Linked DNA regions of Rattus norvegicus: region 1 is linked to region 2. A link is a contact called in public Hi-C data. All regions are on one chromosome and are shown on one strand. The core of a region is the stretch at or near the end of the contact, and the rest is flanking DNA. Distances in the headings are between cores, read along the strand shown. Region 1 overlaps Sae1 (SUMO1 activating enzyme subunit 1). Region 2 holds the start of Ccdc9 (coiled-coil domain containing 9).

Evidence for each region. Hi-C and Micro-C count contacts between places; a contact is called where the count stands out from the background.
Region 1: a Hi-C map of liver shows a contact between it and region 2, with 3 times the contacts expected there. The contact joins the enhancer-like site here to the promoter of Ccdc9 in region 2. A contact is called at or near these places in 11 of 12 Hi-C or Micro-C datasets (the A7r5 cell line, the Rat2 cell line, Schwann cells and 6 more) and 1 of 1 datasets of contacts at active chromatin or transcription factors (oligodendrocytes).

What each region holds. Positions count from the first base shown.
Region 1 is chr1:86,191,400-86,196,572 of GRCr8, forward strand. The region is part of intron 5 of Sae1 (SUMO1 activating enzyme subunit 1); the gene reads right to left. Among named protein-coding and RNA genes, the nearest start is that of Sae1, 21 kb to the right of the region's middle. Within about 2 kb of position 3,817, at least 29 of the 93 cell types and tissues checked have an H3K27ac peak or open chromatin away from gene starts, as enhancers often do. A contact at or near this core is called in the A7r5 cell line, Schwann cells and liver, where this site is marked.
Region 2 is chr1:86,117,224-86,121,998 of GRCr8, forward strand. It overlaps Ccdc9 (coiled-coil domain containing 9), which reads right to left and starts at 2,563. Exons shown (of 14, transcript NM_001401581.1): 1 at 2,483-2,563; 2 at 504-555; 3 at 271-375. The coding sequence starts at 506.

The DNA.
Region 1 (5,173 bases), core at 2,567-5,066, 75 kb after region 2:
AAGAGTTGGCTCAGTGGTAAATTGCCCTGGCTACTCGTACATCAGACCTGGGTTTGATTCTCAGCATCCACAGGGCATCTCTAAGTCCAGTCCCAGGGAACTCTGACCCCTCTTCTGGCCTCCCATAAAAACTGCATGCATGGGGCTGGGGATTTAGCTCAGTGGTAGAGCGCTTGCCTAGGAAGCACAAGGCCCTGGGTTCGGTCCCCAGCTCCGAAAAAAAGAACCACAAAAAACAAAAAAACAAAAAAACAAAAAAACTGCATGCATGCGGTCCATACACATTCATGCAAGCAAAGCATCCATACATGTAAAGTAAAAGGGAAAATTTTATCCTTTTATCCATCCACCCACCCACCCACCCACCCACCGCTTTGGTTTTTTGAGACAGGGCTTCTTTGTGCAACCATGGCTGTCCTAGAACTCTGTAGACCAGGTTGGCTTTGATTCAGGTTGTCATCTTCTGCCCCCTGAGTGCTGGGAAAAGGCATGTGCCACCAGCATCTGGTGGAAATTTTTTAAATTAAAAAAAAAAAAAAAAAAAAAAAAAAAAAAAAAGATGCCCATCATGCTGGTGCATTATCTACAATCCCAGAATGTGGGAGGCAGAGGCAGGAGAATGTCAACTTTATAGCCTAGGCTATAGAGCTATTTCCTGGACCAGCTAGAGCTATATATTGAGAACTCATCTGAAGATAAAAAAGTATTCTACCAGATGACAGCCATAAGCCAAACAATTTTCCCTCAACAGCACGGTTGAAGCACAGCCTGAGGTTAGCAAGTGTTACTGTTATGTGCTATTGGCCATGGAGTGTAAACTGGCAAGGTGAAGATACTTATCCTAATTTTACCCTACAGAAAAGAACACGACTGCCCAAGCAGGCTGAACACCACCTCACATGCACAAACAGAATGCTTTGCACAGCACAGTCTCTAACAAGGAAAAGTTCACACACCTGAATGCCACCGACAGCAGATACGTTGACGGTAATATAGCCACACAAAAGAAGCCCTGCATGCAGTACTGTCCAAGAGGACTGATTACAATGGTGTCCTCATGTGTGCATGTTGTGCAACTCCCACACCAGCAGCTACAGGTGCTCACTGAGCGCTAGAGTTGTCATTTTTATACTGTATTTAATATTAAATATGTGTCTGGTACCTACCACAAAGGACAGCAAAGCCCTACAAAGACACACAAACAGATGGCCCCACCAACACAATGCTTCTCTCACAAAGCAGGTGGCAGCACACATGCAACAGGAAACCAGTTCTGAAGTAGTGAAGGGACACAGGGAGCAAATCTACATATGGCTTACGCATACGGACATGAGAAGAAACACATGGGAAGAAGAACCAACCGCTGACAACCATTATTTACACTGAAGAAAAACAGAAAGCTTAGACACGCCACGTCAAACCTGCTTGCTTCTTTAATTTGGTATTATCTATGGTGCTAGCTAAGAGTCTGAGTTTATGCTTAAACTCTTGTACAGAAAGTTGCTTTCTTTTTTTTTTTTTGAAAGAGTGCCTAAAAACAAACCATTTACTCATTTTACTTTAGGTAGATGAATATTATGGACTAGTTCTTTAGATCTGGGTCTGCCCTTTTAATCCATCACACAGACCAGCAGCCCCGGAGTCACCTGTTCAGGAGAAAACTACAGCAGAGAGTAAAGAAGAAGGCGGCAGAGATTAGTGTGCCGGCACTGACAACATGGGTGTCTAATTCTCACAGGGTTTATTTTATTATAACTGTTAACCTTCAGGCATGTGGCATATTTCTGCACATGAAATAAATAATTATATACATACTTACACGTGTATCAGACACAGTGGCAACAGTATGCCTCACACTCGGCATTCTGAAGCAGAAGACTGAAAACACAAGGCCTCTTTGGGCTACAGGCTGTTTAAACTCAGCTGGGCTACCCGTTTTCAGTCATGAAGAGAGGAAAGAAGAGAAAGTAAGGGAAGGAATGGAGGGCCAGGAACGGATAGACACACATGCTCACTTGACGAGAGCTCATCATGTCACTCCCCATCTCAGCTAACTATCTTACCTTCCCTGGAAAACCAGAAAGCTGTATCCCAAACACTATAGAGACAGTGCACTTCATGTCTCAACCTTTCTAAAGCTAGAACCCTTCTTCAGATTGACGTGACCCCAACCATAATTTTTTTTTCCTTTTCTTTTTTTTTCTTTTCAAGACAGGGTTTCTCTGTGAGGCCTGGCTGTCCTGGAACTCAGCTCTGTAGGCCAGGCTGTCATTGAACTCAAGAGATCTGCCTGCCTCTGCTTCCCCAGTGCTGAGATTAAAGGTGTGCACATGACCGTCTGGCTATATAACTATTTCTTGACACTTCTGAACAATAACTTGGCTACTACTATGAATCACAGTGTAATTTGTGTTTTCCAATAGTGACCCCGTGAAAAGTCATTCAACACCCAAAAAAGTTGGTGACAGCAGCTCTAAACCAAGCAATCTTGACACCTGGTAGGGCCATAACCCTCACCGGTCTGTGAGGCCCTGTCTTGACTATTCAGTAACTCACTTCTGTTTCTGAGCAAGTTTCTTATCTTTGGAATTTTGTTCTCTCAGATCAAGTAACTGATCTATGAAAACTAACGTACTATATAGCTAAGCCATTTAGTTCACCTCATAGTTAATTCCATGATCTAGGTTTAAAAGGACAAGATCTCCTTCAGGGTTGTCTTTTTCGGCTGCAGGAAATGCATTACGCTGAAATGTTATTTCCTGACTATGACTGTGCTCAGCACTGGCCTAGGAATATGGCAATAAACAAAACTTTCCTTCCCTTAAGGACTAAAATCTTAATATTTTAAAAGCACATTTATTTATTCATTTACTGTGTGTGCACACATACCTACACAGAAGCCAGAGGCCAATCTGCAGGAGCTGATTCTCTCCTCCCATCAGGTGTATCCTGAAGTACACTAACCTAGATGACATGGCCGGGTGACTTGTCCCTTTACTAACGTCTAAAGGGAAGAGAGGGCTTGTGGCTCAGTGTTAAAAGAATTGCCCACAACACTTAACAGGGGAGACACACACACAGACACACAGACACACAGACACACAGACACACACACACACACACACACACACACACAGAGTACACATGTAGCTTAAAAACCAAAGTACCAAAAAAATGCTAACAAACTCAAGTACCAGCTGCCTCCAGTTGGGCCTTTCCTACTGCCCTATTTATCACAAGCACATGGGTGTTAAAAAGGCCCAACTTCCTAGATGTGTGAAAACCACAAGCTCTGTTTTTCCTCTTTGTTTTCTGAAGTTTCTAATTTAGGAGCACACCATGTACCTTGAACCCAAAGTGGTTTTACAACATCTGATTGAACCTAGGACAGTGGGAGGAGAGGGGGACTCTGACAGACACCTTTCACAGGAAACAGGAAGTAGCTGCTTCCCTCACCCCATCCTGCAGTCTGAGTAGAACCCAACTCCTTATTCTGTACAATTTAGGAAACCTTAAAGTCTGGATGAAGGACCTTAAGTAGACAAAACTTCAAAATCCCAGGGCCACTTGGCCTGGTGGCAGGAAGATCTGGGTGAACCTGGTCTACATTCTGGGTTCCAGGTCAGCCAGGACTGGCACACTCAAAAAATTATAAGTAAGTAAAATAAAATCCCAAGGCCCTTTCTGCCTGAATAGAGAAGTTGTTACTGCCAGGTGGCAAAGCCACAGGCCAAACACTGCCACACCCTGTCCTTGCCCTGGGCTCCGGGTAGGACACAAAGCCAAGGTCTGGAATCCAGGGGATTGTCAGAAGGAATGCGCTGCATGCTGTGCACCCTCAAGAGCTCAGAGCTGGAATCCCGGCTGAACAGTCCATTGTAACAGCTGACTAACAAAGTCAGCTGGGGAATATTTTCATATCTTTAATTTCTGCTCTCTGAAGGAAGACATTGCACAAAGGGCAAAGTACCGGCAGAGTGCTCCGGAATGGCACACCAAGGCTGCCAAGTACTGGCCTGGGCACCCCACATTCTCCTCATAGTGACAGAAAAGTGGCTCCCAAATGAAGCTTCCATATCCACCCTAGAGGGCATCATCAGAAGTGATTCCAGAGAAGCTTCCAGCTCTGAATGGCTCACAAAGCAAGGGCTTTTCCACTTGAATGCAAAATGTGGGCCTCAATCAAGAAGGCACTTAAGCCATAAAACCCTCACACCAGGGCCAAGTGTCACACTTGGAAGAGGGCGTGATTTATAAACCTACAGAGCCCCTTTTGTGCTCCTCCATTTGTTAACAATTTCTCTCCCCACCACACTCAGGCAACCATGCAGAGAAAGTATGACTGGGCCTCAAAAAGAAAGGACTCCAGGTTTGGCCCAAACTCTAATGTTCACTCTGGGTAATTACAGTCCTGTGAATAGACACTAAAATTAGAGCCTAATAATTTCTCTGCATCAGGCTCACAGATAAAGCTATCCCAATACAAACACAAAAGTAAGGGAAAGAAAATGCACAGTTCTGCCGGGCTGTCCCAGTTCTGTGGATCCTGCACAGAACCCCTTACCCCCAAAACAACTTTAAATGGATATTCCAACCAGCTGCTTTCTCTTCTCCACATTTAAATCTACAAGATGAAGGGTAAATATGGGCTTGGTCCCATCATTTCTCAGTTTAACAAAACCAATACCAGCCACTTCAAATTGTTTTCCCTGGTAACACCAGCTAAAGAAACCATTGCCTTCTGATCCCTTTCATAACTGCTTTCTCTAATGAGATTAAACACTGCACTAGACCCAAACACATGTCTACGTCCCCAGGTTCTACCCAATACTGAAGGGGGAAAAACACAACGAGAAGAAAACCCACACACAACACCAGCAATTACTATACTTACATTAAAGACCTTTCTGTTTGCCTTGAGACAAAGTCCCATATAGCCCAGGCTAACCTGGAGCTGGAGCAAATAGCTTTGAATTTCTGATCCTCAGTCTATCTCCTAAATGCTGGAATTATAAGGCATGAGTCACCATGACGTGCCTCAGGGAATTAATTGTACCCAGATCCTCCTCTACAGTGCCAAGCTCCAGCCGAATACTTCACCTTTTGGAGACAGGATCTATTCCTGAACTTGGCACTCACTGACCAACCAGCAAGGCCCAGGAATCCGTTTGTC
Region 2 (4,775 bases), core at 1,313-3,812:
TCTACTCTGGGTCATCACAGAGGGTAACTATGTCCCCAGGACCATTCAGCATGGAACAAGGACTCTGAAGACGTCAGTGAGCAGCGTATGAATTCACGAATGAATGAATGAATGAATGAATGATAGGATGGAAGAAGGGAGGCCAGACTACGGCCTTTGGCTTGCAACCTGTGAGTGAAGGGGAAACATGAAAAAGCTTGAAGGGAGAGGTGGGGAAGACTCACTGCGGGGAGGAGAGGGGATGGGGTCTCCAGGGCAGGGCTAGGGCACCTGGTAGCGCCGGATGAGGGCCTCATTCTTCCGGCGAAGAGCCTCAATCCTCTTGTCCAACTCCGCGTCCTTTTCCTCCTTTGATTTCAAATCTAGTGTAGTAGCCTGTGGTGAGGATGCAGTTAAAAGGCGGAAAGAAAAATCTTCCTACCACACAGGCATTTTACCCAGTATTTGAGGCTCTGGTCTCTGTAGCCTACCTCCCCTCCCCTCCCTGCCCCACCCCAGCTCACCATCTTTGGCTGTGATCTTCCTCACAGAAAACACATGTAGCACTGGGAGCTCCTGAAGGCAGAGAGAACAGTTTGTTAAGATCAACAGTATTCTGAAAAGGTATCTCCTCTCCTTTTTGAGGGTTCCAAAAACACAGACTTACAGAAAAATGCACTTGCACTTCAGCAAGGGAATTCTCAAGTACTGGCCTCGCCTCTCTCCTAAAGAAATACAAACCCTGCCCTTCAATTTTAGATCCACCCATGCAATTAGTCAGACCCACCTTGGGAAAATTCTGACCCCACCCCTGTAACTAATACTCATTCCTCCCAAGATGTCAGTCCAGACTCATTTCCTATAATAATTTTAGCCAGGATCTGGATCTCAGGTCAGCTACAACCTTTCCTTCCAACCCGCACAAGTAATGTCTAGAGGGCCAGAGGAATAGCTCCTGGAGTAAAGGGGCTTGGTGCCAACCCTAAAAACCTGAGTTCATTCCCCAGAACCCACGAAGTAGAAGAGAACTGACTTCCACCAGTTGTCCTCTGACCTCCGTGTGATTACACATCCATGCACAAAATAAATAAAGCAGAATGAAAAACAGTTCTAACTCTGAGACAACTTTAGTCTGTAGCTCCCCTAAGCCCAGCCCCACCAGCTGAAAAGGCACTCATCCTACCAAGGCGGAAAAGATTCAGCAAGCAGGCCCAGGATCCACTGCAGGGGCCTTCCTGGAACGGACTTGACCTTCATAGTGATACTCAAGGCAGAAGACAGAACTTCTACAGAGGCTTACAAGAGAAAACTGCCAGCTGCAACCACACCCGACCTCCAAAAACCTCCGTGGTCCCACCCCTAACTAGGGTGAAACTTCAGGCCCCTCCTTTCCGGCCAGATTCTGGCCCCGCCCCTGCCTCTGAGTTCCCTACTTCCTTGCCTGTGTTCTGCTGCACTCCCAGGTCAGTAAAAACTTTCTAGCTCCATTCCCGCCATTTGCCATTCTCCACCAGCACCCTAGCCCCACTCGCGAAATCCCTGAAATCTTAGCTCCACTTCCATCCAGTCTCAGCCAGCCCCTGGACCCTCCACTAGCTTCTGGGCAATCATCAGGACCCACCACCAGAACCAAGAAACTTTCCTGCCTCGCCCAAGGGATCTCTGCCCCAAACTCTAGCCCCATTAAACACTAAAACCACGTCATAGTGAAATAATCATTGCCCAAAACACTGAGAACAATATTCTGGCTACACCCCCAGCATCTTGGCCAAACTAGCCTAACGCCTCAGTTCAATCCTCACCTCTTCACTTAAAGCCCTGCCTCTTTCCCCACTCCCCTCGAAGCTTTGGCCCCGCCCCGAGCAGGCCAATCTCTTAGCTCCGCCCCTGGCCCTCATAACCACGCCCCCGTAGCACCCCCTACCGCCAAGACGAACTTGTAAGGCCCCAAGCAATACTCTAGCCCCGCCCTCAGTTCACTCCGCCCACCGACCTTTACCCCGCCCCGCGCCGTTTTGACCACTCCCCCAATTCGCCCGCCTACCGCCCAAACCCCACCCCTTACACGCCCAACACTTTAGCCCCGCCCCAAGTTTTTATCGTGCCAACGCCCAGACTCCGCCTCTTACCCCCACCCTACACTATTTGGTCCCGCCCCCAGCGTCTCCGCCCAACGTCCCGAGCCTGCCCCCTAATCCTCTAGGCAAAACTCTGGCCCCACCCCCAGCCCAGACACAGCTTTGCAAGGCCCGCCCCGCTAAGTCAACCACCCAGGCTTGGGGCCCGCCCGCACCCGCTCGTCTGGCCCTGCCCACACGTTCACGGCCCAACCTCAGCACCCCTCAAGCGACCCATGTGGGCGTCGCGTCCCCGCCCCCCGCAGAGTACCCTGACCCCGCCCCCGCCGGCAGCTCGTCTCTATCCGCGCGCGTTCACGCTCCCTCACGTGGGCGAACAGGCCCCGCCCTCTCCGGGCGCGCACCCGGCCCCCTCCCCCGGTCACCTGTCCCGGAGACCCCGCGGTGTCTGCGACTCCGGCTCCGTCCGCCTTCGCGTCCGCAGCTCCCGGGCCTCACGCGTCACTTCCGGGCCACACCACGTGAAGAGAGGAAATAAGTGGGGCACTTCCGGTCTTGACATCCCATTTCCGGGTGCCTTAAAGGGTCCGCACCCCCTCAGGCTCTGCAGAAGGTGGCAGAAGCGTGTTTGTTCTGTCTGGTCTCAGGGGATGGACATGTAGCACTAAATCTCTGGGTTCCTTTTTTGGTTTAGACTTTTATCACCCGGAGCCACTGGTTCCCGATTTTACTAGGTAAAAATTAGACATTATACAGGGACCCCTGAAAACCTAAATTGGTTTCATTACCTCTTCTTGCTAATGAAACCTTAGTTATAGAAACTAACCAATTCATAAAAATATAAAGTTTTGGGGCTGGAGAGATGGCTCAGTGGTTAAGAGCACTGCTCTTCCAGAGGTCCTGAGTTCAAATTCCAGCAACCACATAGTGGCTCACAATCATCTGTAATAAGATCTGATGCCTTCTTCTGGTGTGTCTGAAGACAATTACAGTGTACTTATATATAATAGATAAATAAATCTTATATATATACATATATATAATTTTTTAAAATCAACTATATAAAGCTGGGCAGTCCCAGCTTTATATCAACTATATAAAGTCCTGGTAGATGCCTCTAATTTCAGCACTTGGGAGACTGAGACAGAAAGATTACCTCGGGGTCAAAAACAGCAGGATAGATGATAGATAGATAGATAGATAGATAGATAGATAGATAGATAGATAGATAGACAGACAGACAGACAACCAGGGCTACATAGATCCTCTCTCAAAGGAGAAATAAAAGCAGGGTGACGTGGCTGAGAAAGTAAAGGCACTTGGCCAATTATGATGACCTCTGTTTGAACCCTGGACTTTGAGATGCACACCCTCTTTTACCTGTTGAGCAACGTACTGGCACTTGAATTATTCTTTTTTTTAAATATCTGTACTGGCTCAGTTTGTTGTCAACCTAACACAAGTTAGAGTCATCAGAGAAGACAAAGCATCTGTTAAGAAAATGCCTCCACGAGATCCAGCTGTAGCATTTTCTCAATTACTGATTGATGGGGGAGGACCTAGCCCATTGTGGGTGGTGCCATCTCCGGACTGATAGTCCTGGGTTCTATAAGAAAGCAGGCAGAGATGGCTGTGGGGAAGAAATCAGTAAGCACCACCCTTTCATGGCCTCTGCGTCAGCTCCTGCCTCCAGGTTCCTGCCCTGATTGAGTTCCTATCCTGACTTCCTCCAATGATAGATTGTGATATGAAAACAGAAATCAAATAAACCCTTTCCTCCCAACTTGCTTTTTGGTCATGATGTTTCATCTCAGCACTAAAATGTTGACTAAGACAATATCTCAGTTGTCCCCAAACTCCTGATCCTCCTGCTTCAGCCTCTTCAGTATGAAGGTAGGATTATAGGTCTGAGCATTTCTTCCCACAAAAATTGACCACCTTAAGCTGCTGTGAGATAGCCCATCTGACAAATGGCCACAATTTGTCCAACCCATCTCACTGAAATTCAACAGGGATAGTTCTACCTCTGTGTGTGTGTGTGTGGTGTAGACGAAGCAAGCTTGTGAACAAGTTCTGTCACTTAGCTACATCCTCAGCCCAATTTTGTTGTTATTTCTTTTAAATTGAAATATATACCGGTCCTAGGCAGTGGTGGTGAACACCTTTAATCCCAGCACTAGGGAGGTTGACTGTGAGTTCAAGGTCAGCATGGTCTACATAGTGAGTTTCAGGACAGCCAGAGCTACATAGTAAGACCCTATCTCACAAAATTAAAATTAAAAGTTTTATATATATACATATCTGTGTGTGTGTGTGTGTGTGTGTGTGTGTGTGTGTTTACTTTTTTTTTTTCCGGAGCTGGGGACCGAACCCAGGGCCTTGCGCTCGCTAGGCAAGCGCTCTACCGCTGAGCTAAATCCCCAACCTCGTGTGTGTGTGTGTGTGTGTGTGTGTGTGTGTGTGTGTGTGTGTGTTTGACATGTGTATTGTATATATATATATATGTGTGTGTGTGTGTATATGCATGATATATATGTGTGTATATATGAATATATATATGATGCTTGTGGGTGTTTTACCTGCATGTATTTCTGCGCACCATTTGAGAGCCATCATGTGGTTGCTGGGAACTGAAATTGGTTCCTCTGTAAAAGTACTAAACATGGGGCTGGAGAGATGGCTCAGTGGTTAAGAGCACTGACTGCTCTTCCACAGGTC